Linked DNA regions of Mus musculus: regions 1, 2, 3, 4, 5 and 7 are each linked to region 6. Evidence: chromatin contacts called from public HiCAR-type, HiChIP or PLAC-seq and promoter capture Hi-C data. All regions are on one chromosome and are shown on one strand. Each heading gives the region's core, a stretch centred on a gene start, on an enhancer-like site or on the middle of the called end of the contact. The rest is flanking DNA. Distances are from core to core; before and after follow the strand shown. Region 1 has its middle 24 kb from the start of Gm39215. Region 2 holds the start of D830024N08Rik (a long non-coding RNA gene). Region 3 has its middle 17 kb from the start of N4bp1. Region 4 overlaps Gm33391 (a long non-coding RNA gene). Region 5 holds the start of Ccdc130 (coiled-coil domain containing 130). Region 6 holds the start of Dnaja2 (DnaJ heat shock protein family (Hsp40) member A2). Region 7 holds the start of N4bp1 (NEDD4 binding protein 1).

Evidence for each region. Promoter capture Hi-C pulls out the DNA fragments that hold promoters and counts their contacts. HiCAR-type assays count read pairs that join an accessible place to other places. HiChIP or PLAC-seq counts read pairs in DNA pulled down with a chosen protein or histone mark.
Region 1: a contact with region 6 is called in a HiCAR-type map of astrocytes, with 4 times the contacts expected there. The contact joins the enhancer-like site here to the promoter of Dnaja2 in region 6. A contact is called at or near these places in 2 of 39 promoter capture datasets (embryonic stem cells and hippocampal neurons) and 4 of 115 datasets of contacts at active chromatin or transcription factors (T-cell acute lymphoblastic leukemia, astrocytes, large pre-B cells and 1 more).
Region 2: a contact with region 6 is called in a promoter capture Hi-C map of pre-B cells, with 2.2 times the contacts expected there. The contact joins the promoter of D830024N08Rik here to the promoter of Dnaja2 in region 6. A contact is called at or near these places in 1 of 39 promoter capture datasets (pre-B cells) and 1 of 484 Hi-C or Micro-C datasets (CD8 T cells).
Region 3: a contact with region 6 is called in a promoter capture Hi-C map of pre-B cells. The contact joins the enhancer-like site here to the promoter of Dnaja2 in region 6. A contact is called at or near these places in 11 of 39 promoter capture datasets (the 3T3-L1 cell line, the C10 cell line, cranial neural crest and 6 more), 1 of 15 datasets of contacts at CTCF or cohesin (large pre-B cells), 2 of 484 Hi-C or Micro-C datasets (the C10 cell line and centroblasts), 11 of 115 datasets of contacts at active chromatin or transcription factors (astrocytes, embryonic forebrain, embryonic hindbrain and 8 more) and 2 of 9 other capture datasets (adipose tissue and embryonic stem cells).
Region 4: a contact with region 6 is called in an H3K4me3 HiChIP or PLAC-seq map of embryonic hindbrain, with 13 times the contacts expected there. The contact joins the enhancer-like site here to the promoter of Dnaja2 in region 6. A contact is called at or near these places in 7 of 39 promoter capture datasets (the SN4741 cell line, cranial neural crest, frontonasal cranial neural crest and 4 more) and 6 of 115 datasets of contacts at active chromatin or transcription factors (astrocytes, embryonic forebrain, embryonic hindbrain and 3 more).
Region 5: a promoter capture Hi-C map of pre-B cells shows a contact between it and region 6, with 3 times the contacts expected there. The contact joins the promoter of Ccdc130 here to the promoter of Dnaja2 in region 6. A contact is called at or near these places in 2 of 39 promoter capture datasets (erythroid cells and pre-B cells).
Region 7: a HiCAR-type map of astrocytes shows a contact between it and region 6, with 6 times the contacts expected there. The contact joins the promoter of N4bp1 here to the promoter of Dnaja2 in region 6. A contact is called at or near these places in 20 of 39 promoter capture datasets (the 3T3-L1 cell line, 3T3-L1-derived adipocytes, the C10 cell line and 13 more), 11 of 484 Hi-C or Micro-C datasets (B cells, the C10 cell line, CD4 T cells and 8 more), 15 of 115 datasets of contacts at active chromatin or transcription factors (the 230-238 cell line, the NIH/3T3 cell line, astrocytes and 9 more) and 5 of 9 other capture datasets (adipose tissue, embryonic stem cells, liver and 2 more).

What each region holds. Positions count from the first base shown.
Region 1 is chr8:86,800,700-86,803,574 of GRCm38.p6, reverse strand. No RefSeq gene overlaps it. Among named protein-coding and RNA genes, the nearest start is that of Gm39215, 24 kb to the left of the region's middle. Within about 2 kb of position 1,399, at least 24 of the 459 cell types and tissues checked have an H3K27ac peak or open chromatin away from gene starts, as enhancers often do. A contact at or near this core is called in astrocytes, where this site is marked.
Region 2 is chr8:83,572,776-83,575,976 of GRCm38.p6, reverse strand. It overlaps D830024N08Rik (a long non-coding RNA gene), which reads right to left and starts at 1,451. Exons shown (of 3, transcript XR_003947410.1): 1 at 1-1,451. Tecr (trans-2,3-enoyl-CoA reductase) reads left to right here. Exons shown (of 13, transcript NM_134118.5): 2 at 1,449-1,499; 3 at 2,055-2,106; 4 at 2,522-2,566; 5 at 2,654-2,757; 6 at 2,834-2,949; 7 at 3,031-3,136.
Region 3 is chr8:86,901,057-86,904,186 of GRCm38.p6, reverse strand. No RefSeq gene overlaps it. Among named protein-coding and RNA genes, the nearest start is that of N4bp1, 17 kb to the right of the region's middle. Within about 2 kb of position 1,381, at least 44 of the 459 cell types and tissues checked have an H3K27ac peak or open chromatin away from gene starts, as enhancers often do. A contact at or near this core is called in adipose tissue, embryonic stem cells, memory CD8 T cells and 3 more, where this site is marked.
Region 4 is chr8:86,924,354-86,927,283 of GRCm38.p6, reverse strand. It overlaps Gm33391 (a long non-coding RNA gene), which reads right to left. Exons shown (of 2, transcript XR_001778757.2): 2 at 910-1,175. Among named protein-coding and RNA genes, the nearest start is that of Gm33391, 4.6 kb to the right of the region's middle. Within about 2 kb of position 1,308, at least 1 of the 459 cell types and tissues checked has an H3K27ac peak or open chromatin away from gene starts, as enhancers often do.
Region 5 is chr8:84,269,041-84,272,311 of GRCm38.p6, reverse strand. It overlaps Ccdc130 (coiled-coil domain containing 130), which reads left to right and starts at 1,910. Exons shown (of 10, transcript NM_026350.3): 1 at 1,910-1,970.
Region 6 is chr8:85,554,022-85,557,013 of GRCm38.p6, reverse strand. Dnaja2 (DnaJ heat shock protein family (Hsp40) member A2) reads left to right here and starts at 1,653. Exons shown (of 9, transcript NM_019794.5): 1 at 1,653-1,844. The coding sequence starts at 1,767.
Region 7 is chr8:86,883,752-86,886,904 of GRCm38.p6, reverse strand. It overlaps N4bp1 (NEDD4 binding protein 1), which reads left to right and starts at 1,647. Exons shown (of 7, transcript NM_030563.2): 1 at 1,647-2,083. The coding sequence starts at 1,886.

The sequences.
Region 1 (2,875 bases), core at 150-2,649, 1.2 Mb before region 6:
ATTAAATGTTGTTTTTTATAAGACTTGCCTTGGTCATGGTGTCTGTTCACAGCAGCAAAACCCTAAGACAGCACCTCTTCAGCTTCCCTCCTCCATATCTTCTGCCAGGCGGTCCTTGACTTGCTACAAGCCTAAAAATGATAGAGCCATCATGCTGTGCACGGAAACCTCTGCTGCCCTGAGATGGAGTGAAGATCCCGCCTTTAAGTTGCTTTTGTGAATGAAAAGTTAACACTAGAGCTCTATTCAATAGTCACCAAAAGGAAGAATAGCACCTGGTGGGTGGGGTAGGACAGGGTAAGGCAAGCGGTGGAACCTGACACAGGTTACAGCCAGGGAGCCAAGGAGTTCTTAAAGGGTTCCTCTGAAAATAGGAAACGGGCTCACCCGTGGGAAACTCCCACCAGGAGTTAAGAACAGTCATTGTCAGTAGGATTTTAAATTTGATGTATTCATTCTACTTTATGTGTGTTTTATCTGCATGCATGTATGCATGTGCACCATATGCACAATTAGTGCCCATGGAAGTCAGAAGAGGGCATCAGATCCCCTGGAGCTGGAGTTTACAGGGAGTTGTGAGCCACCATATCATCCCGGGAACGGAACCAGGGACCCCTGCAGGAACGAGAGTACCCTTCACCTTTGGACCGTCTCTCCAGCTCACATCTCGGTCATTTTGAAGGAGCTGAATCAGAAAAATTCTTAAGTTCTGCAGCAGGAACGTTATTCAGCATGGTTTATTAGAGAAAATGCCGTATACAGATCGAAGTTTCCTATGATGATTTTTGTTCAAACAAAGTGTAAGGCTAATTATTATCCTACGGGCCATTAGATATAGTCAAGCTATTTGAGTAGGAAACACATCTGAATTTCTGCAGTGTTGCAATTCAAGGTTTCTGGGTTTTGGTTGTGTTTTGAAACTGGCTCTTACATAGGTTCAGGACCAAGAACTCCCCAGATAGACCATCCCTTTCTGGAGCTTGCTGAGATCTCTGGCCTCTGTATCCCAGGTGTTGGGGTTACAGGCATGACTAGACAACCAGTGATCGACAATTCATGATCAGGATGTAGCTGCTGGTCAAGGGTTAAGGCATAGGTAACCCTAGGAGATCTAGTATTGATTTTAGTGTTGTCTTAGGTAGGGTTCCTGTTGCTGTGATAAAACACCATAACCAAAAGCAACTTGGGGAAGAAAGTGTTTCTTTTAACTGAAAGAAGTAGTCGTCCCTAGAAAGACGTCAAAGCTGGAACCACAGCAGTGGAAGAACCTAGAGGCAGGCACTGAAGCAAAAGGCGTGAAGGAATGCTGCTTTCTGGTTTGCTTCCCGTGACTCACTCTGCACACACTTACCATTTGTCAGCTTGTCTCCCCAGGACAACAGGAAGGCAGGAGGTTTTTCTTTTTAATGGGTTAATGAAGGCTGGGGCTGGCAGACCAGGGCTAGTCTGGGGTCCATCGTGAGACTCTGCCTTGGGAAGAAAAAGAAATGTTTTCCCAGAAGATAACAGGAAGGAACAGTATTTCCCCTAGCCCACTGGTATCTTTTGTTTCAAACCATGATAGGCATTTCCCGTCTCTGGTGCTTGCCTCTCACCTCTGCCAGATCCTTCCTGCTGCATGATTTCCACCAAAATTGACTTGCCACGACTTTGCTTGTTACAGTCAAAGAAATGGCTGTTCACATTTAGATTAACTAGTAAATAGCTGAGACCTACAGGAGAAACTAGAAATGGCATGAATAGAGACGCACAAAGAAGCTGAAGTAAGGACTCCAGACATCCCAGCTGCGCCAACCACAGGCCTGACATGCTACCTCTTCTGGCAGTGATGGAGCCCAGCTTGGGGACAGCTCTTTGATATAGTGCTTGCCTAACTCATGTGAAACTCTGAGTTCAGTCCCTGCCCTACAATCAATCAATGAATCAGCGAGTGGTCTTGATCGAAGGTCCTTGGCACGTGACTCCTAAAACCCTTTAGCTCTCTGGCCTGCTAACAGTGCCTTTTGTATCTATCATAATGGGATTGCCAGCATCTGGGACTCAAAACTGAAACCGAATAAAAGTGAATGGAGAACTGGAGAAATTGCATGGAAGAGGACATTTGTTATGGGGTTTGGTGGTACAAGCCTGTGAACCCAGCACTCAGAAGGCAAAGACAGGAAGGTCATAAGTTCAAGGCTAGCCTGAGCCACATTGCTAAATACTGACTCGAAAATAAATGAATAAAGTAGCAAAGAACAGATACTGATGGTTGTTGTACTACCATTATTGTACTGAGATATTTAGAGCTTGTACAAGGAACAGCAAACTAATATATCCTGAGGGCAAATGCCAGGGCCAGATCCAGTCATTAGCAGCCAGAGCATAGCCCGGTCCAAGGCAGCAGTGATCTCACATACTTCTGGGGGAGGAAGTGAGGTCATGTATCCACAGCTTCCAGCATGTGTCTGTGACACAAGCTTTGTGAACAAGCGTCACAGGCTCGGGTTTCTTACCAATGTTCAGCTAACACTCAGCTTTTCTTTCATCTTGAAGCCTGGAGAAGCCAGAAGAAGCCTGATGCCCAGGATGCTACACACAGTGGGAGATGCAGCAGGGTCATAAGTAGCTGCTCAGAGCTAAAATAATAATAATAATAATAATAAAAATACCTGAAGAATTCAACCCACATTTCATTCTGCATGTTTGTTGCTGTCTCTAACGAGTTGGAGAGTGTAATATATCTCAGCAATACATGCTTACTCTCCATGACAGAAACAAAGCAAATAGCCAGAGAGTTAACAGCCAACCGTGCTGCAGAGATTGTTCTGTGCTTCTTCATAACAGGATGTCTTGTGTTAGTGTGCATTTGGGGCTTCAGTTATCCTTGAACTTG
Region 2 (3,201 bases), core at 202-2,701, 2.0 Mb after region 6:
TAGCACATTCCTCATGTGCTCCTCCCCTCTCGGTCCTCTTTAGAGGGGTCCCAGCGTATGACAGCTCAGTCTGGCACTGATTGTCCTTGTGTGGATTCAGCCATCTGCCCCAGAGTATGCTGTGTCCATGATGTAGGCTCTGGCACATATGGGCAAGCAGGCCTGGGTACCACTGCCTGGCATAGGAACCTTGCTCTGAACTCAAGCCCAGGCCCTACAGGGCAGCATCACTGTGTAGGGTTACCTCCGTGGGGGCTTCCCGACCTGTACATGCACACATACACACATGCATACACTTTCTGTGTGCCAGCACCATGTCGGCCCACCCATGCCTTCTCAAGGACCCCTAGCAGATCTGGGATCGTGCCATGGCCTCTGTTGTTGGGAGCATGTAGGTGGCAACAGTTGGCTTCTCTGGCCTGTGATGCCCCCTTCTTCTGGAAAAAAGTGGCAGATCTCCGCATAGCCCTTGGGTCTCCCCCAGCCAGCATGGGCAGTGTTGAGCATCTTCTCTGACCTGCTGGGTCCGATGGGTCAGATCCCCTGGGGCTCCTGCCTCCTTACCCTGCCCCTATGCATATTTTCTGGCCTCAGCCTGCAGGTTTCTCCTTTGGGGACTGTGGACCCCAGGGGTGCAGGCAGGGTATGTGTTGGGAGGGTATGTGTTGGGCTTTGGTAGGCTCGTCCATGGGTGAGCACATTGTGTTGGCCTGATGTGGTAGGAGCTGTGAGGAGTGAGGCGGTGGAGAGGGAGGTGGAGGGACTTGGGAACTCTGCACCAGTACCTCTGGAATTTGTCACCTCCCTGGGAACACAAATGCACAAGGGAAATAATCCAGTGTCCCTTACAGCTTAGAAGTGGAAATGGATGATCTGTCTCGGAGATTCTCCAGATAGCTGGCATTTCCCCAGGCTGGGTAACCTGTTGGCCAGGGCTGCACACCGGGGCTGGGCTTGCGGCGCCTGCCATGGCTGTGGGCCTTTTCCTTCTTCATGCCCCTGGCACTTCTGAGGGCCTGTGCCCACCCAATTAACTGCCTGTATGAGGGTAGCCCTCAGGGGAGGACTGTGGCTCCTTTGGTGGGGACTCGGGCTGAGATGGTTTTATATTTAGCCAGGCCAGGCCCTGGTGCCACTCGGGTTACATCTGGCGTTGGCGCTGGCTGAGCCTGGTCAGACACAGGCTCCCTTCCAGCACCGAGGCAGAATTTGATCATGCTGCCCGGCCCAGCTCACAGCAGCTTTGTGAGGAGAGGTCGGAGGTGGGGGCTGGCGACTGGCAGTGGGCACCACAGACTGGAAGGCAGAGCAGGAGGGCCAGCGGCTGTGGCATGGATATCAGCTTGAGCATGGCAGCCAAAGAGGCCCACCAAGGCCTCGATGGTCTTCCCATGCCCATGCCCCACAAAGCAGCCAAGAAGCATAAAAAGGCTGTCCTCTTCTTTGAGGTGGAGATTCGGGATGCAAAGACGAGGGAGAAGCTGTGCTTCCTGGACAAGGTAGGACTGCACCCCTGGGGGTGAAGTGCCAGGAGGGCTGGGTCCCTGTTCCTTACAGCTCCTGTAGGGCTATGCAGGCATCGGTGGCCCTCCCTGTCCTTCAGAAGGCATGTAAAGGGTATTGTCTTCATCTAGAGCAGCGGTTCTCAACCTGTGGGCTGAGACCCCATTGGGGTTGCCTATCAGATATCCTGCATAGCAGATATTTATATTACAATTCATATCAGCAGAATTACAGGTATGAAGTAGCAATGAAATAATGTTCTGGTTGGGGTCAGCACACCATGAGGAACTGTACTAAGGGTGGCAGCTTTAGGAAGGTTGAGAACCACTGCGCTAGAGTGAGCAGCTGGGGCCCCTCTGTGGGGCTGGAAGCTGACAGCCTGGTGTGGGAAGGGACAAGGCAGCCTTGGGAGGGCTCTGTGTCCGTAAAGGAGGTGGAGGACGGATGTACCCCGTGAAGTCAGCTAGCTTGTTCCTGACCTGCCTGTACCTGGACCCCCTCCCCCATCCTAGGCCTGGCTCCCTCCGGACTTACACCTTGTTTTCCTTTAGGTAGAGCCTCAGGCCACCATTTCTGAAATCAAGACCCTTTTCACCAAGACACGTGAGTCTCCCGACACACCTATTCCTGCTCCTGACATACGTGTCCCCCCGCTCCCGACACATCTACCCCCCACTCCTGCCTCCCCTCTGGATGTGACCTGGGCCCGCATGCCTCCGCATGCCTTTCCCTCATCGGCTTGTTGCCTCTCAGCACACTGGAACAGTGAGTGAGGCCCGGCTGACTGGGCAGGCTGCCCCTGTGTGGTCACCAGCAGGAATGCTCTTGTGCTATCTATCCAAAGGGGTAAAAAATAAAATCTGTCGCTGCCTATCCTGTGTGCCCTTGCACAGGTGGGAGGAGCTGGGGGGGGGGGGTCCTAGAGTTCTGGAAGCCTTTAGAGGCAGGCCAAGTTGGGGCGTGGGTAGGCTGAGCCTTGCCAGATTAGGTGATGCAACCCCTGACCTTCTCCTGGCAGACCCGCAGTGGTATCCTGCCCGCCAGTCCCTCCGCCTGGACCCCAGTGAGTACAGCTGTCCATCAGCCTATCCCTTGGGCTCTTGGGGTCAGGAAACCAGGGCAGTAACCAAATACTGACTTCTCTCTGTAGAGGGGAAGTCCCTGAAAGATGAAGATGTCTTACAGAAGCTTCCTGTGGGCACCACAGCCACACTCTACTTCCGGGACCTCGGGGCCCAGATCAGCTGGGTGACGGTGAGCTCTGACTCCTTCCCTGGTCTCTGCCTTCAGCTACCCTGGGGCGACTCACCTTGTCTCTGGGTACTCCCAGGTCTTCCTGACGGAGTATGCCGGGCCCCTTTTCATCTACCTGCTCTTCTACTTCCGGGTACCCTTCATTTATGGCCGCAAATACGACTTTACGTCCAGTCGGCATACGGTGGTGCAGTGAGTGGGCCCGGAGGAAGGTGGGGGTGGGAGGGAGGGTGGAGGCTGGATTGGCCCTGGCTGAGTCTGCTACCCCACTAGCCTCGCCTGCATGTGCCACTCGTTCCACTACATCAAGCGCCTGCTGGAGACTCTCTTCGTGCACCGATTCTCTCACGGAACCATGCCTTTGCGAAACATCTTCAAAGTGAGCACCCCCATTCTTCTTGTCTTGCCTGCCCCCCAGCAGCAGTGCCTGCCCCCTCCCCACCT
Region 3 (3,130 bases), core at 132-2,631, 1.3 Mb before region 6:
CAGGATGAGAAGAGGAGAGGGGGAAAGGTGGATAAGAAGGAGCAGTTTTGAAATCCGACTGACTTGGTTGGATCAAACACTATTCCCCTGTCTTTAGGAAAGTCAAGTGACATCCCTAAGCTTACACACACACACACACACACGCACACACGCACACACAGGCCCCTTAAGGACCTGCGATGAGCACTGAAGGAATATCCTTGTAAAGGAAAGGCAGACCCTAGACCAGAGAAAGCTCAGTTCAGCGCGCAGCGGCTTCCGGTGGAGCTTGGAAGCGGAGCTGCGGAAGGATGCTGCTAAGCAAGGTGATTCTTCAGGCCAAAGAGGCCCAGGTCCAATGGGTGCCGGTTAAAAATGCAGCCCAGGGCCCACTGTAAGCTAGAGTCTATTCAGTGAGGCCTATGGCTAGCTGGGCCACAGATGTCCTGCTCACAGGTCCACCAAGTCCGCAGTCACAAACACACAGGGAAGTTCTTCAAAAGTGGCCCCTGGGTCAAGGGGAAATCGCTGTTCAGAAGTGACTCTGATGACCTCTTTGCTTGAGGGAGCAAACCTCCAGATTAGATCTGTGGTGGAAGGAGGGGGGAGGGGATGTCTATGTAGACCAAAGGTGTCGAATCCCATGGATCCCTGGGTGCTGGGACTCAAACTCAGTTCCTCTGCAGTTCCTTAGTTACCGAGCCATCTCTCTAGTCCCCTACCTAGGCTAGCAGCTCTCCTCATACCGAGGGGAGCAGAGGGCACTAGCTTGGGTGTGGAGATGCTGGGGGTAAAGAAGGAGATGCTGGTGTGCAACAACTCACCAGATTTTCTCAGGTTTGGCTCAGAAGGTAGGCTTAGATTCTCCACGGATCAGAGCTGCATTGGCGCGATGCGACCAGCAGGTGGCGCCAAGGGCGTAGGCGATTCAAAGCAGAAGCGTTTCCTTCAGTTGCTAGTCAGTAACTGACAAGTTATGAGGTGCAAAAACCTCTGAGATGTTCTCTTTATCCTCTAGCTCCAAGTCTGAGCACCACATTGGCAGGAGGGAAAAAGAGGAAGAGAACTGAAATATCCTCCTTGAGGAAACTATCGGATAAACAGGAGTTTGTGCCTGTACTCTGAGGATTTCTGTAGGTTCAAAACCCCAACCCTAGCAACCTAGCGAGTTCCAGGCCAGCCTGGGCTACAGAAGAAAACCTTGTCTAAAACAAAAAAACAAACAAACAAAACACCCCCCATCCGACCCCACCCCCAAAAGAAACAGAAACGAGGGGCCTGGCTTGGTCTGACCCAACCAAAGACCCAACCAACTACGGGATAGGCAAAGCCAAGCCTTTTATTATGCAAAGGTTTTGTTTGACCAGTGCAGGGTGCAGAACCAACCCTTAAACTAAGTGTGGCTTTTTCAAAGGTTGCACAATTAGCCCAAGAGCTCATATCGCACAAGGTCGAGAATCACCAGCCGCGATGCTTGTTTCCACATTTAAGTCATTTATATCCATCCCTCTTCATGACTCTGGAAATAGCCACATGAACCCTGAACACCTAAGGTGTTCTTAGTCTTGTTGTTTTGTTCTGTTTTTTTTTTTTTAAGTTGAGTATAATTGCAAGGGAAACTGTTTCTTGCCATAATAACTCTTCTCAAAACAGAAAAGAACAAAAACTAAATGCACTGGAGTTACAATTTGTTTCAGTCTGTTTGCCATTGAATTAATTACCTGACATTATCAGTGATGTTGTTTCCACACTGTAGGGCAAAGAGGAGCTTAGCTCTTCCGTAAGAGGAATTTAGGAATTCTAAATAAAAAGAAGGCAGAAGTGATGAGGAGGAAGAGGAGGTGAGGCAGAGAGAGAGAGAGAGAGACATTCTTTCTATCCTATCCATTGCAAAACAAAAGGAATCTTGGTGGTGACCTGGCAGCTCCGAGCTCAGCCTTCCTGCCACATGTGAACGCTTCAGGAAACATCAGTTATTTTTACTAGGAAGCTCAAGGGGAAGGGCGGAGACCCAGCTTCCTGTGAGACTGCCTGACCCTGGTGTCTTAGGCCAAGTATTCTAGCAACTTGAGGAGCCGCGTTCCTTACCACCCCACCCCACCCCAGCTGGTTGATTGCCTCTTCCACAGGCTCCCACCTCTTCCCTTGCTGTAGTGGAGGTGACCTGTGGCAGGAGCAGGAACAAGACAATGGGAAGGGACAAGGAGGTGCTAGTGACCCTTTACTAAACCACCTCGGGAGCCTATGTGCTTGAGGAGCCCTGGCCAATCAAGGTTCGGCCTCGGGAAAGCACACTTCACTCCCATCTTGGTTTCTCAGACAAAGAGGGGTCCAATGAAATTCTGCAGCAAATCCTACTGCAGGCTCCTCACAGCCCCAGACCCGGTACTGCTGCCGGGAGATGCTTCAGAGCTTTACCTCAGCACCTAGTCTCTTTTAACAACAGTTGGGGTTTGTTACCTGTCTCCTATGACCCAGGGATAGAGAAGGACTGTAGAGTCCCTTATCCTACAGGTCACAGGTCTCAGTCCTAAGGAACCAAGGAACCTCTGTCTCCTCAGGTCCACAGGGAAGTCCTGAATAGCACAATATGCCGTGCCTGTTCTTACTGTCACTTCCTAGTTGTGAGGGTTCCAAGTGAGGTACTTCATTGCTATAAGCCTCTATTTCTTTGTCTGTAAGATGGGTACAACCCCACCTTCTAAAAGTTGTTGGGGCCATGTGAGCTCACTCAGATAAAGTTGAAACTGTACAACAGTATTCTGGGTACTAGCATATACTCCAGCCCCTACCCCAGGCAGCTCCTCTTATGCAGAGGTATCTAGGGGAAAAAAAAAACTTGTATGTCTGTGCTCAGGGAACAAATTTTATGCATCTTCTGTTCTAGTTTACTTTCTATTACTGTGATAAAGGCTATGACTAAAAGTAAATTGGGAGGCTGAAGAGATGGCTTAGGGGTTAAGAGCACTGTCTGCTTATTCAGAGGTCCTGAGTTCAATCCCCAGCAACCACATGGTGGCTCACACCATCTATAGTGTGATCTGATGCCTCTTCTGGCATGAGGTGTACATGCAAATAGAATACTCATACATTAAATAAATAAATAAATAAATAAATAAATAAATAAATCTAAAAGCAAATTGGGAAGGAA
Region 4 (2,930 bases), core at 59-2,558, 1.4 Mb before region 6:
CTGCCAAGACACCCCGCTTCTATAAATATGCCTTTCTAAATGTTAAAGGGTTAGAGCAATTTCCAAAGGTCTCTGCCTCGAAGGAGCCCTCAAATGATATTTAATTGAACTACTTTTACTTTGAGAAGCGAGGGAACCAAAATGTAAAAAAGTGGAAAGGCTTCCCGGCTTTCTGTCAAAATACAGGATTCTAGATAAAATAATGGAAAGAGAATTTCCTGTTATTAAACCTTCGAAAATGAACATAAACAGCTCAGCCAAGCAGAGCCAAGTATAGGATTTTGTAAGGTGATTGGAAGAAAAAGGATCTTCTTTTAAACTCTATTTTCAAGCCTTTAACAACTGTTGGAGGCGCCTTTGTTGATTAAAAATCGCTAGTAATCTCTCTCCATTGGCACTGAACATTGAACGTTAAATAAAAGCATTAAATAAAAGCCTGTCTACTACAGGGTTAGTATTAACTTCTTGCATAAGATCCACACGGCGTTTTGTGAGCAGAGGAAAATGGGTTTTGTAAAGGTTTGAAGAGGAAAGAGAGAGGCGTACCTGAGGGACACAAACTCTAAAACGAGCAAATGATCGCTTCGCCGCTTTGCATTTGTACAAACACTCAGATGAAAATTGGTGTGCTCGCCATCCAAGTCACATCAAGAAGGTAGCAGTTAAGACCTTTGATGTGTCCGGATCGCCGCTGTGATTCTAAATGTGGTCCAGTAGCCTCTGAGGATGCAGAGCACAGAGGAGTGCTGGGAACTAAAGAGAAAGGGCAGGTGCATGGGAGAGGTTTGCTACCCCAGAGGCAGCCGCTGGGAGTCAGCACAAGCCCTACAGACACCCATTTGCTTAGACCACAGTGTGAATAGCGCCCCCTAGAGCTCTGCAGTGAACAGCCTCACACTCCTCTCGGTATACCTGTATGGTGCTGTCTTTTATTGGGCTACGCAGCAGGGAGATAGCTCTTCAGTTTGAGGAGAATCCGAACCAAAGAAAATCAAGACACCAACCCTCATCACACAGGGAAATTTTTGGTTCCTCTTCCCCACTTCATGGCCCTCTTCTTGGTCTTCTGGCATGGTGTTGATAGTCATCAGCGGTGCCTCAGTAGAGATGGGCAGAATCCAGTATCCACTGCTGGTCACAATTATACTCCAAGCACAAACGCAAAACAGATGCCTCTGTAATGCATATAAGGAATGGGAGTGAGAAGGGCTGAGGTTCCGCAGCCATTAAACATCTACTACAGAATCAGAATGCTGCCAGTGTCCTTGGACACAGAGTCTGGTCCCAAATTTCCAGCATTCCTGTCAACAGCTGTGAGAGCCCATTGTACTGCCAGCAAGTCTGTCTGCTGTAGTTTAAGGAGGCCCCTGGTCTGTGTGAAAAGCTACCCTACAAAGCCCCTTTTCCAGCTAGCCCCACCTTGCTTTGCCACCTAAAGACCACCAGCAAAAGAAGACTCAATAGGCTGAACACAATCAGAAAGGAAAAAATATTTCAGATGAAACTTTAGCTCTGCCATCCAGATATCAGGAATCAGTCCCCATACACTACATTCTAGGAGCTAGGGATGTTAGAAATCATCTTTCCCATCTGTCTTAGTTACTTTCTCAATGTTGTGATAAAATTCCCTGACAGAAGCAATGTATAGGAGAAAAGGGTTTATTTTGGCTTACAGTTCTATGAGAGACATAGTCAATTGTGGTAGAGAACAGAAGGCAACAGGAGCAGGAAAGAGAGAACAGGAAGTGGGACTAGGCTATGAATCCCCAAAGCCCACCCCTGGTGACCCACTTCCTTCTGTGACCCACTTCCTTCTGAAAGTTTCCAACTCTCAAATGTTCCAAATAGCATTACCTGCTAGGGAACACGTATTCAAATATGTGAGCCTATGGAAGGCATTTCTTGTCCAGACAACAGAAACAAAGAGGAGGCAACTGAGTTGTTAAGGTCACCTAGCAATCTGACACAGCTTTTCTAAACCCACCATGATGGTTAATCTTCACTGTCAACGTGGCTGGATTTAGAATTACCTAGGAGGCTACTGAGCACATCTCTAGGTGTCCCTGTAAGAGAATTTTCAGAGAGAATTCACTGAGGCAGGGGGATCCACCCTGCAGATGAATGACAACACCCCATCTACCAGATCCCAGGCTGAATAAAAGGGAAGGGAGGAGAAAGCCAGCTGAGGTCCAGTGTTCCCTTCTCTGCCTCCTAGATGGTGGTCACAGGCAAAGCTCCCACAGCGGAGATGCCCAAGCAAGTCCTGTGACCGTGGACTCAACAGAAATCACTCCTGCTTCTTCCTCTGGGATCGCTTCTGTCAGAGAGTTAATTCCAGCCACAGCCTCTCCGTTGCTTTACTTACGTGGGTACCATGCCGAGGCAGGAAAGAAACAGCCAGCAACACTGTCCTATTGCTGTGAAGAGACACTATGACCAAAGTAACTCTTACAGGAGAAAGCACTTCATTGGGGCTTGCTTAGAGTTTTCAGAGGTTTGTGGTCCAGTGTTCTGCCTCCATGGCAGATGCTGCTGCACACCAGGCTGGAAGGGGAAGTGAAGTCAGGACTGGTGGGATTCCTGTCTGGTTATGGAAGGCAGGAAAAGAGAGGCCCTCTTCTGGAGTCATAGTGTTGTGGCTCTTTTAGGTGAAGGCCTTCCTCGTGGCAGTATCCAATGAAGCAGCTGTCTGAGACTCTCTTACCTTGTTCAGATTGCTTTGTTGGGGATGGACTTGGATGCATATGCTGTATTCAGGATGAACCAGGGACTATATAATTTGGGGGAAGGGCATGAGAATATCCAAGAAGGGAAGGTCATTGGCTGAAGGCTAAGGCTATTGAGATGCCTCATGGTGCTGTACTACACCATGGTCACTATGCCATGGTCACCTCAGTTGGGGGCAGTGGTTAAGTTCCAAAGCAGGCATT
Region 5 (3,271 bases), core at 661-3,160, 1.3 Mb after region 6:
CTCAGCCTTAGTTGCTCACACCCATAACAAGAACCCTGCTACTGCTGCTACAGCATAAAGTACACTAACACCCTACAGGAAAGGCCGGCTTATCGGCTTTTCGGAAATGCCTCCTCTGATGCTCCCCTCAGGAGGGTTAGCTTCATGCATGCCTGGCTAACTCACTCCTCCCAAGTCATCTCTGAATTCGCGGTTCCCCCTCTCTCACTGCCACAGACTTTTTCCTGGGAGGATACAGCACACAGACATCTACTCATCCTTGAAAGAGAACCCACACAGACCAAAGTAACCATTGCACTGAAGTCTGATGTCCTACAAACGACATCCTACCAGGGTTATAAACAGGAGTGTGTGTCAGGGTTGCTTATAAGAAGGGTTGACTCAAAAGCAGGCCCTAGAGTCTCTGCTCACACTGTGAGTCCCCTCGCCCTGTCATTGACTCTTTATATAAAGCTGAGCTCAGGGGCCTTCAAGAATCTTCCATGTTACTAACCTTTTATTTTTTAATAGACCTGGCAGAAATGAAGATATCTAGAGAGACTCGTCCCCACATCTCTCAATCTATCAGACCATAAAATAATGAACTCCAAAGAAATGGGAATTTCCCCAGGAATCTCATGGTGGGCAAAAGAAAGGGCGCCAGCCAGAGGGGGAAGAGAAAGTCTTCTGGAAAGAGATTTCACCCAGTTCTAGGTTTTGCAGACCAACTTACAGGATGAGACTGAAGCCCAGACAATGGTGGGTCAATGGTGGGCGGGACCACACCTTGACCAAGACTGCTTAGATGTGAGATCCTTGTACCTTTAAACCATGATCTCACACCAGAACTTAAGAGTGTCCCTTCCCCGAATCGCTTTCTAAAGTGCCACCATTGAATAAACCTCTTTTTTTCTGCTTTCTACTTTTTTGGTGGGGGTGGGGGGGCAGATTTTTTTCGAGTCAGGGTTTCTCTCTGTAGCCCTGGCTGTCCTGGAACTCACTCTGTAGATTCAGAGATCCACCTGCCTCTGCCTCTCTAGTGCTGCGATTAAAGGCGTGTGCCACCGTCCCCCGGCTTTGCTTTGTACTTTTTGTTTTGGGTTTTTGTTTTGTTTTGTTTTTTGAGACAGGGTTTCTCTGTATAGCCCTGACTGTCCTGGAACTCACTTTGTAGATCAGGCTGGCCTCGAACTCAGAAATCCACCTGCCTCTGCCTCCCAAGTGCTGGGATTAAAGGCGTGAGCCACCACGTCCGGCATTGCTTTGTACTTTTAAGATTTATTTACCTGAACAGGTGTTTTGGCTGCATATATGTATGCACCACATACTTGCCCAGAGACCTACAAATATCCCTCTGACTCTACTTCCCTCAGTCGTGGCACACTAGCACTCACCCACACACATACATATGTATTTTTTTGAGACAGTGTACTCCTGACAGGCCTTTGATTATGTAGACTACCTGCCTCTGCCTCCAGAGTGTTGGGATTAAAGGTGTTGGCCACCACGTCTGGTCATAAACATAATTTTTTAAAATCCATAAATAAATAGCCTGGGCTGTATTGGTAATCCCACTACTTGGATATCACAAGGCGAGTCAGAAATTCAGAGTCATCTTCAGCAATATAATGAGATGCAGGGTCAAACTGGGATACAAGAAAACCGGTCTCAAACGTCAGTCAAATCAAAGCTTAAAAATGACGAATCAGCTCCTTCGAAAACGCAACCGCCAGGGAGGGCTGGGCGGTGCCAAAGTAGATCTTCCGGGAGGAAGCCATCTCCAATTGGACCACTCCCGGTGGGCGGGGCTTCTAACGGCTAGACAGGCCTGAATTGGTCAGTCTGCAATAGCCTCAGCCAATCAAGATGACGAAAGTGCCTCGCTCCAGCTTGCGCAGGCGCTTTTGGGCCGCAGAGGCGGGCGCTCTGCGGGTTCCTGGCTCCGGGTGTGCTTCCGGGCTGGTGGAGGCGTGACGTCAGGGAGAGGGCAGGTAGGTACGGGGTGAGGACCGGTCCGCGACGGCAACGGGGGTGGCAGGTCCTCAATCCCACCACTGCGTCCTGGCACGGGAGATGCTGTATCTGCGGACGCGAGCGGGTTCCCAGGGCCCAGCCTCCGTTTTAGGCCAATGGCACCTCTAGGCGTCTTCATGCTGAAGATGAGCCCTCCTAGCCTGAATTGAAACATAGTGCTTGGGAACAGTAGCTTGGGGGCCGGCAAGGTGGCTTAGCTGGTAGTGGCGCTTGTGGCCAAACCTGACAACATGAGAGTTCGACCCCTGAGCATGTTGAAAGAATCGATTCTTGTAGGCTGTTCTCTGATCTACATTCTCACTTCGTTGCACACTCTGCCAACACACGCAGAACAAATAAATGTAATTTGTAAGGGGCTGGCGAGGTGGCTCCGCGGTTAAGAACTTGACCTGCTCTCTAGCAGAGGACCAGGGTTCAGTTCCCAGAGCTCACAGCTGCCTGTATCTCCAGAGAATCCAACCCTCTACCCTTTCCGGTCACCTGAACTCACTTCTGCACACACATACACATAACAAAAATATTTTTTATAGTTGTTAGTAAGTAGGAGAAATTTGAAATTGTCACTTTTCTTTGTCCCATGCCTGTTCTTCTCAATACTTAACACCTGTCATGACTCCCAAAGGCAGTCTCAGCGGCTGAATCCTTTAGAAAACTTTTTTTTTTCCCCAAATGGAGAAACTGGGATCCAGGTAGCCCCTGGCCCAGAGTCAGGCAGCTAGGAAGCAGCAGAGAGGAGATTGATGCCCAAGCTGTGGTCTGCTGTGGCATTTGAGGTCAGGAATGACCCTTGGCACAGAAGAGCCCCTGTGCATCCACCTGAGCAGACTGGGTGTAATCTGGCTGTGATACTACCTGTGGTGATTAGCCATTTAAGACTTCAGAAGCTGAGGCTGGAAGATCTGGAGTACTAGGCCAGCCGGGATTACACAGAAAGGCATGTCTCCAAAACAAACATGTTCAACATTGTAAAGCAGACCCCAAGCACATAGCACTTCAAGCTGGGTGTCCACACTACCAGCCCATACACTTTTTCATTATAGCAAACCCCAGAGTCACTCCCGCTCCCATTTCCCTCTGTTTTTAATTTTTGTTTGTTTTGATTTTGCTTTTTGAGACAGGGTCTTCCTGTCTGGTTCTGGCTAGCTTGGAACTTGGCTTTGTGGACCATACTGGTCTCGAACTCAGTGTGTACCCTCCTGGTTCCACACACACACACACACCCCGAATGCTGGGATTAAAGGCATACACCATCACTCCC
Region 6 (2,992 bases), core at 404-2,903:
TTCATTGATTTATTACAAAGCCAAAGAGCAGCCTAAATAAAAAATTAGAGTAGTTGAATCAAAGTTCCCCCTTTGTTTTTTTCTATCTTTTCTTCTCTTTTTTCTAGAGGCTGAACCCAGGGCCTTAGTGTATTCTACTCAAGCATTCTACCAGCTAAGCCTCATCCCCAGACCATAAATACCATTAAAAATAAATAGCATCTTGCACTGAGGAAGTAACCTCAGAAAATACATTGCAGAGCCAAGCTTACTGTTAAAAGAAGGCAGAGCCAAGCTCCCAGCTTATACAATCTAATTTCAGGACTTACACTCTTGAATGATTAGGGGTCTTTGTAAAATTCAAAGTCAGAAGAAGGATGATCTGACTTCAACATCTGCCCCAGGGTTATTTTGGCTGATCTGGGTGTGTGGGTGAGTGTTCCCTCTTCTTCTTTGTATGTCCCTTCCTGAAACTGGGTATTTGATCAAGAAGAGAGGCTAATCTTTGGCAAAAGGGTATAAAATAGCTGTGGTCCCCTGCTAGAAACCTCCAAATAAGTCCTGGAAACCAGATAGATAAGCTATATTCTATTAAAGAATTTTGACTCACATGTGAGAACAGCATTCATGTCATAAATCATACTTATCAGGAAAACGAACATCAAATAAGACAGGAAGGTTCACCAGGTTATGAATTAAGGAAAACACTACAGGTTAAGGGGCATTTTGAATAGCAGAAGGAGCATCTAACTTCTCATGAGACTCTTCTGAGCGTTCAGGTTAAATTTCAGAAGTCTTAGCACGGCAGTGAAGGACCTCCAAAACTCGGTCAAGAAGAATAACAAGAAAGGTGTATCACCTCCACTGACAGACTTATGGCCAATGAGCAATTGTTTCCCAGTTCAGGTTTTCAACTGACCAGAAGTGTTTTACTATCGGAAAACCAGTTGGAAGGCAAGCTATACATTCTGGAATGTGGTAAAGCACAGAAATCTTTCAAGCTAAAGCAAAACGAAACTCGACTGACAGCCACCAAGTGCCGGCACGCTGCCATACTGTCTTATGCCAACCAAACCTTTGGCGTTAGCTAATTTTAAAGCTGTCAAGTGAGACACTTGAACACATGATCCCGGTGGAACAGGGTGACTTTGGTTTATCTGGATGCCCCGAAACCAACTGGGAATGTGTAAAAAAGATTTGTCCTTTCCTCCGATGTGACAGGATGGCTATGCCTTTAAAACCTCGTCTGCTAGGTATAAATCTGAGTATTTATGAATGAAATTGTTTCCCCTACGCAGAGGTGCTGAGGGGGAAGTTAAGGAGATGAAATGAGTTAGTGAAGGTGTTGATGAAATCACATCACGGGCGTAACTCGCTATTTGGGAACCTCACACACTCACACCCACGTGCTGTTTTTCACCGTGGCCCCGGGGGGACCACCCCGTGAGGATTCCACGCCGGCTTCTTTCCCTCAGGCCTCAGCCGCACCGAGAGTTCTTTATGAACGCCGCACACCGCTCCCCTCCACTCCGCGGTCGCTCGCGCGTCACGGAGCGGCGACAGGAAAGGGCCCCACCAGCCGCTCTCGGGCGCCCACCGCCCAACCCCGCCCCGCCCGGCCCCGGAGGCGGGGCCTTGTGGCGACGTCATGGCGCTGCGCCGGGTCAAAGTTCAGCCCCGCCTGCCTCCCCGCGCCGTCTCCTCGGCCTGCGCCGCCGCCGCTCGTGGTCCGGGTCGCGCTCCTTCCGCTCCGCCGCCTGCTTGCGAGTGCTGCCCGGCAGGCCGCCATGGCGAACGTGGCCGACACGAAGCTGTACGACATCCTGGGCGTCCCTCCCGGCGCTAGCGAGAACGAGCTGAAGAAGGTACTGGAGCGAGCCGGCCGGCGGGCGGGGCGAGGGCGCGGGGCCTGCGCGGTCTGGGCGGCCTGAGCCGGGCTGAGGCGCGGCGGCGGCGGGGGCGCAGTCGGCTCGGCTGACCTTGGGCCTCCGCCCGCCCGGCCCTGCGCAGACGCGGCCCGCCAGCTCGGCGCCCGGGGCCACCCGGAAAAACAGGTCGGACCGCGGTGCTCGCGCCGCCGGGCCGGGGAGGAGCTGACCGCCGGCGCCGGTGTGGGGCTGAGGGCCGCAGCCCCCGGCGCTGAGCAGGCTCCTCCCTCAGCCTCGCTCGCCCGGCAGCTGGAGCGGCGTGGGTCTGTTTGGAAGCATTGTTCTGTGGGCTGGAGATCTAAATACCCCGTGGCCGCTTCGGGGATGAGTCGTGTGCCCCAGCCAAACACCTGAGCGTGCACTCCCTAAAAATAAGACACGTCTTATTGTTGTCCTTTGTAGTAGTTCCAAATCATCTCGGGACTTGGGGTATTAATAAAGTCAGCATCTTCTCTGGCTGTCGGGATCCAATCCGCATTTGTAAACTGAGAAAAATAAGAATGTCCCGTAAGTACTGGGACTGGTAAAGTCCAAAGAAAAAGACTTCCTGTTACCCTACCGGAAATGGTAGGCTGTGTTATATAATTCATGAGTCTGTGTGAGGACTTACATGGTGCTTAACCACATCGCTTAATTGAAAGTATGTAGTTTCACCACCACCTAAGACCCCAGTTAGCCGACCGTGTGCGAGTAAAACATCACTTAGGACCTCCTGGGTGTCCTGTTAGAGGGCAGGCAGAGGAGCCAGCCAGCATGGGGAGAGATACTTGGTAGAAGTATCCTATGCTTAATTTGTAGTAGTGCTTGAGTTTCTGTAAAACGTAGTCACTCAATCTAAAATTTGTTTGGTTATTGTGGTCTCCTTGGTCTGGCTACTGGCCATCAAAGACATTTGATAATAGTTTGTAAAAAAAGAAAGAAAAAATGTTTCAGTATCTTCTTTGTTGTTTTATTTGTATTTTTCTTCAGTAACTTTGGGTATATTATTAGTAAATACTATTGAAGTGGAAAACGTTAAATAATAAGTGACATTTTTTGGAAGGCTGTAACTTTAGAACATTGCTTCTCAGAAAAGTGAATATCTT
Region 7 (3,153 bases), core at 398-2,897, 1.3 Mb before region 6:
GCTGCAGATAGTTTCTGCAACTGTTTGGACTTCTGGGAACTTTCCAGAGGGTATATAAGTGCTGGAGCCCCAATAGGTAGGGTTGGTTACTGTTTCTTAGTAGTCATTCTCAAAGAAGGAACAAAAGGGAAGAAATTAGGTTCAGAAATCTCTCTCCCTCTCTCTCCTCTACCCTTCTTTCTCTCCTACCTCGTGATAGGGAGTGAAACTGGGGTAGGGGGATAAAGTGTGGGAGAAAGAAGAACCCATAAAGTAGCAAAAACCAGCTACAGAAACCAATACTTTATCTTTCACAATTTGTTTTTAAGGATTCAAGAAAACTTATGTCAGGCTGGAGAGATAGTTTGGTGGTTTATAAAGCATTGACTGCTCTTCCAGAGGTCCTGAGTTCAACTCCCAGCAACCACACGGTGGCTCACAACCATCTGTAGTGGGATTCAATGCCCTCTTCTGGTGTGTCCAAAGACAGCTACAGTGTACTCATATACATAAAGTGAATAAATAATTAAAAAGAAGAAGAAAGCTTACATCTGGGAAGCATTGGAATCAAGTGATGCCTTTGACTTAACAGAAACACAGGCCAGAAGAAGGGTTTGGTTTATTTGCCCTAGTCCCACAGTATGATCCCTATTATTTTTGCCCCTCACATAACACACATAACTCTACTGAAATTGCCTTTCCCCTTTCCTGTATGCCAGAGGTACAGTAAAGAAACTGCTCACTTGGCCACGCCATTAGAAGAAGGTATTTGGTTTTTTGTTTGATTGACTCTGGTCTCAACTATCTAAGTGCTACCACAATTTTAGGCTTATGACACCATGCCCAACTTTTTAAAAAATAGATTTATTTTAGAGTTATGCATATACTTGTGTGGAATGTATGGGCATAAGTGTGTGATGGTAAGCACCTCTCTCTCTAAGCAGAGGCCAGAGGGGCCTTTGGGTGATCTCCTCTACAATGTCATCTACTCCTTTAAGATTGAGTTTCTCCCTGGATCTGTGGCTCCCCTTTTGCCTTTTGTTAGCTAAGCTGCAAGCCAGCAAGCCCTCAGGTCTCAGCTGGAGCTGGGGTTGAAGATCTGTTCTCTTTCCTGGAGTGATGATAGCCAAATCAAACTCCCAGTCCTTATGATACCCAATAAGCACTCCACCGAAACAGCTCTTGTTTGGTTTTTGAGACAAGGTTTCACTTTATAGCTCAAACTGGTTTGGAATTATGTAGCTCAGGCTTGCCTTCAGCAAATGACTATCTGCCTACCTCATTCTCCCACCCCAGTGGGATGACAGTAATTGACACTAGACCAGCAATTTGGCCTTTTAATTCTTTACTGGTTGTCCCATTTTCTTTTCCTGTTACGATTTTTCTTTTTTTTCTGAAGTAAGTAAAAAGGGGAAAGGAAGGAAGTAAAAAGAAGGAAAAGAATCACCATTTGCCTATCAATGTAAAATCCTTCTACTAGATGCCCAAAGGCATCAGGCCCTTATCAAATATGGCCGCCCAGGCCTCGCCTGCCGACGCTTGCCCACGGTCAACATGGTGACAGCGTGTGGCGTCGACTTCCGTTGCCCTCAGCCTACCAACGCACCCTTCGCGACGGGGCGGCGAGTTTCCACAACGGCGGCGGGCTGAGCGCATGCGTGGCGGCTGTGGCGGCGGCGGCGGCGGCCGTGGCGGGGCAGCGGGGCAGCGGGGCAGCGGGGTGGCGGGGAGTCTCTGCCCGCAGTTGCTAAGCTGCGGCGGCCGTGTCGTGATGGTGTAGCGGGGCCTGCGGGCGGGCGAGGAGGCCGGCACGGCCCACGCCTCCTGAGCGGCTCGGTGCAGCGGCGGCACGCTGAGGGGGCGTCGCCGCCGCTGGCCCCCGGCGCCCCGGGAGGCCGCGCCCGCCATGGCGGCCCGGGTGGTGCTGGATGAGTTCACGGCGCCCGCGGAGAAGGCGGCGCTGCTGGAGCGGAGCCGCGGGCGCATCGAGGCTCTGTTCGGGGTGGGCTTGGCCGTGCTCGGCGCCCTCGGGGCGGAGGAGCCGCTGCCCGCGCGTATCTGGCTGCAACTCCGCGGCGCGCAGGAGGCGGTGCACAGCGCCAAGGTGAGTCCGGCCTGGCTCGCACGGGCCGCGCGCGGGGCGCTCGGAGCGGGTCCGTCCTGGGAGCCTCGGGGTCCCTGTTTGTAAAGGGCGCTGCGAAAGCATCTCCCTGACTGGTCCCTCGCGAAGTGCGCAGAACGCAGAGCCATCAGGCCCCGGAGCACGCGCGCTGAGCGGGCTCGCGCTCCCTCCGTCCGCTGGTCCCTTGGATGTGCGCAAGGCTCGATGCTCCTGGTTGGTCTTCACCCTCCAGGCCGCCACTCCAGGGCTTCTAAACCCTTTGGGAATCTTAGGCCTGAACCTCTAGGAAATCAGGAAGGGAACGCATGTAATGACCAGACGCTTCAGAGGTAGAATATTTGGTAGCTGCGTTAAAAATATTATTCCTGTAGTGTTGGTGTTCTACGATTAAATGATGGTTGTTACACTTCTGACATTCCGCCGAGTACCACAAAAGGAATACGCAGGCTTTAAAAATCCGGCGAATACGTTTTGATAGGGCTTGTTCCTTCTATTAAATGAACAACTGGAGAAACTGAAACTAAGCGGTGACTCACCTTGTGTATAATCAGTATTTCAGATTCAGCACCGCCATCAGCCCCTCCCCCTTGTCAGAAAACAGCAAAATTTGACCGCGGAGGCGCTTATGCCTCTAAAATCTCATTGAGTCAGTGAAATAGCCAGGTTAGTCGACAGGTTGCCAGGAGAACGGGCAATTTAATTGCTTCTATGCAAGAGAGTCCTCCAAGCCGTGGGTGGGAGAAGGCTGAAGGTGTATTGTATAGCATCTTAAGCTCCCGGGGAGGAGTAGGAAGTTGAGGAATAAGGTATTGTTTCCTCTTTGGTGTTTCGAGGGTCAGATCTGGGAACTTAGGAGAATGCCCCTCTCTGCCCCTCTTGGTTTGAAGTCACCAATGTCTTAAAGCCCCCTGTTTGGAGCTTCCTGAACATCTTCTACCCACCTTTTCCCAAACTCTTCCACCTATCAGGCACCAGAATTTGTTTCTAGAAACCACATGGGCGATGTTTTGTTTTTGTTTTTTTAAAGATTTATTTATTTATGTATGTGAGTA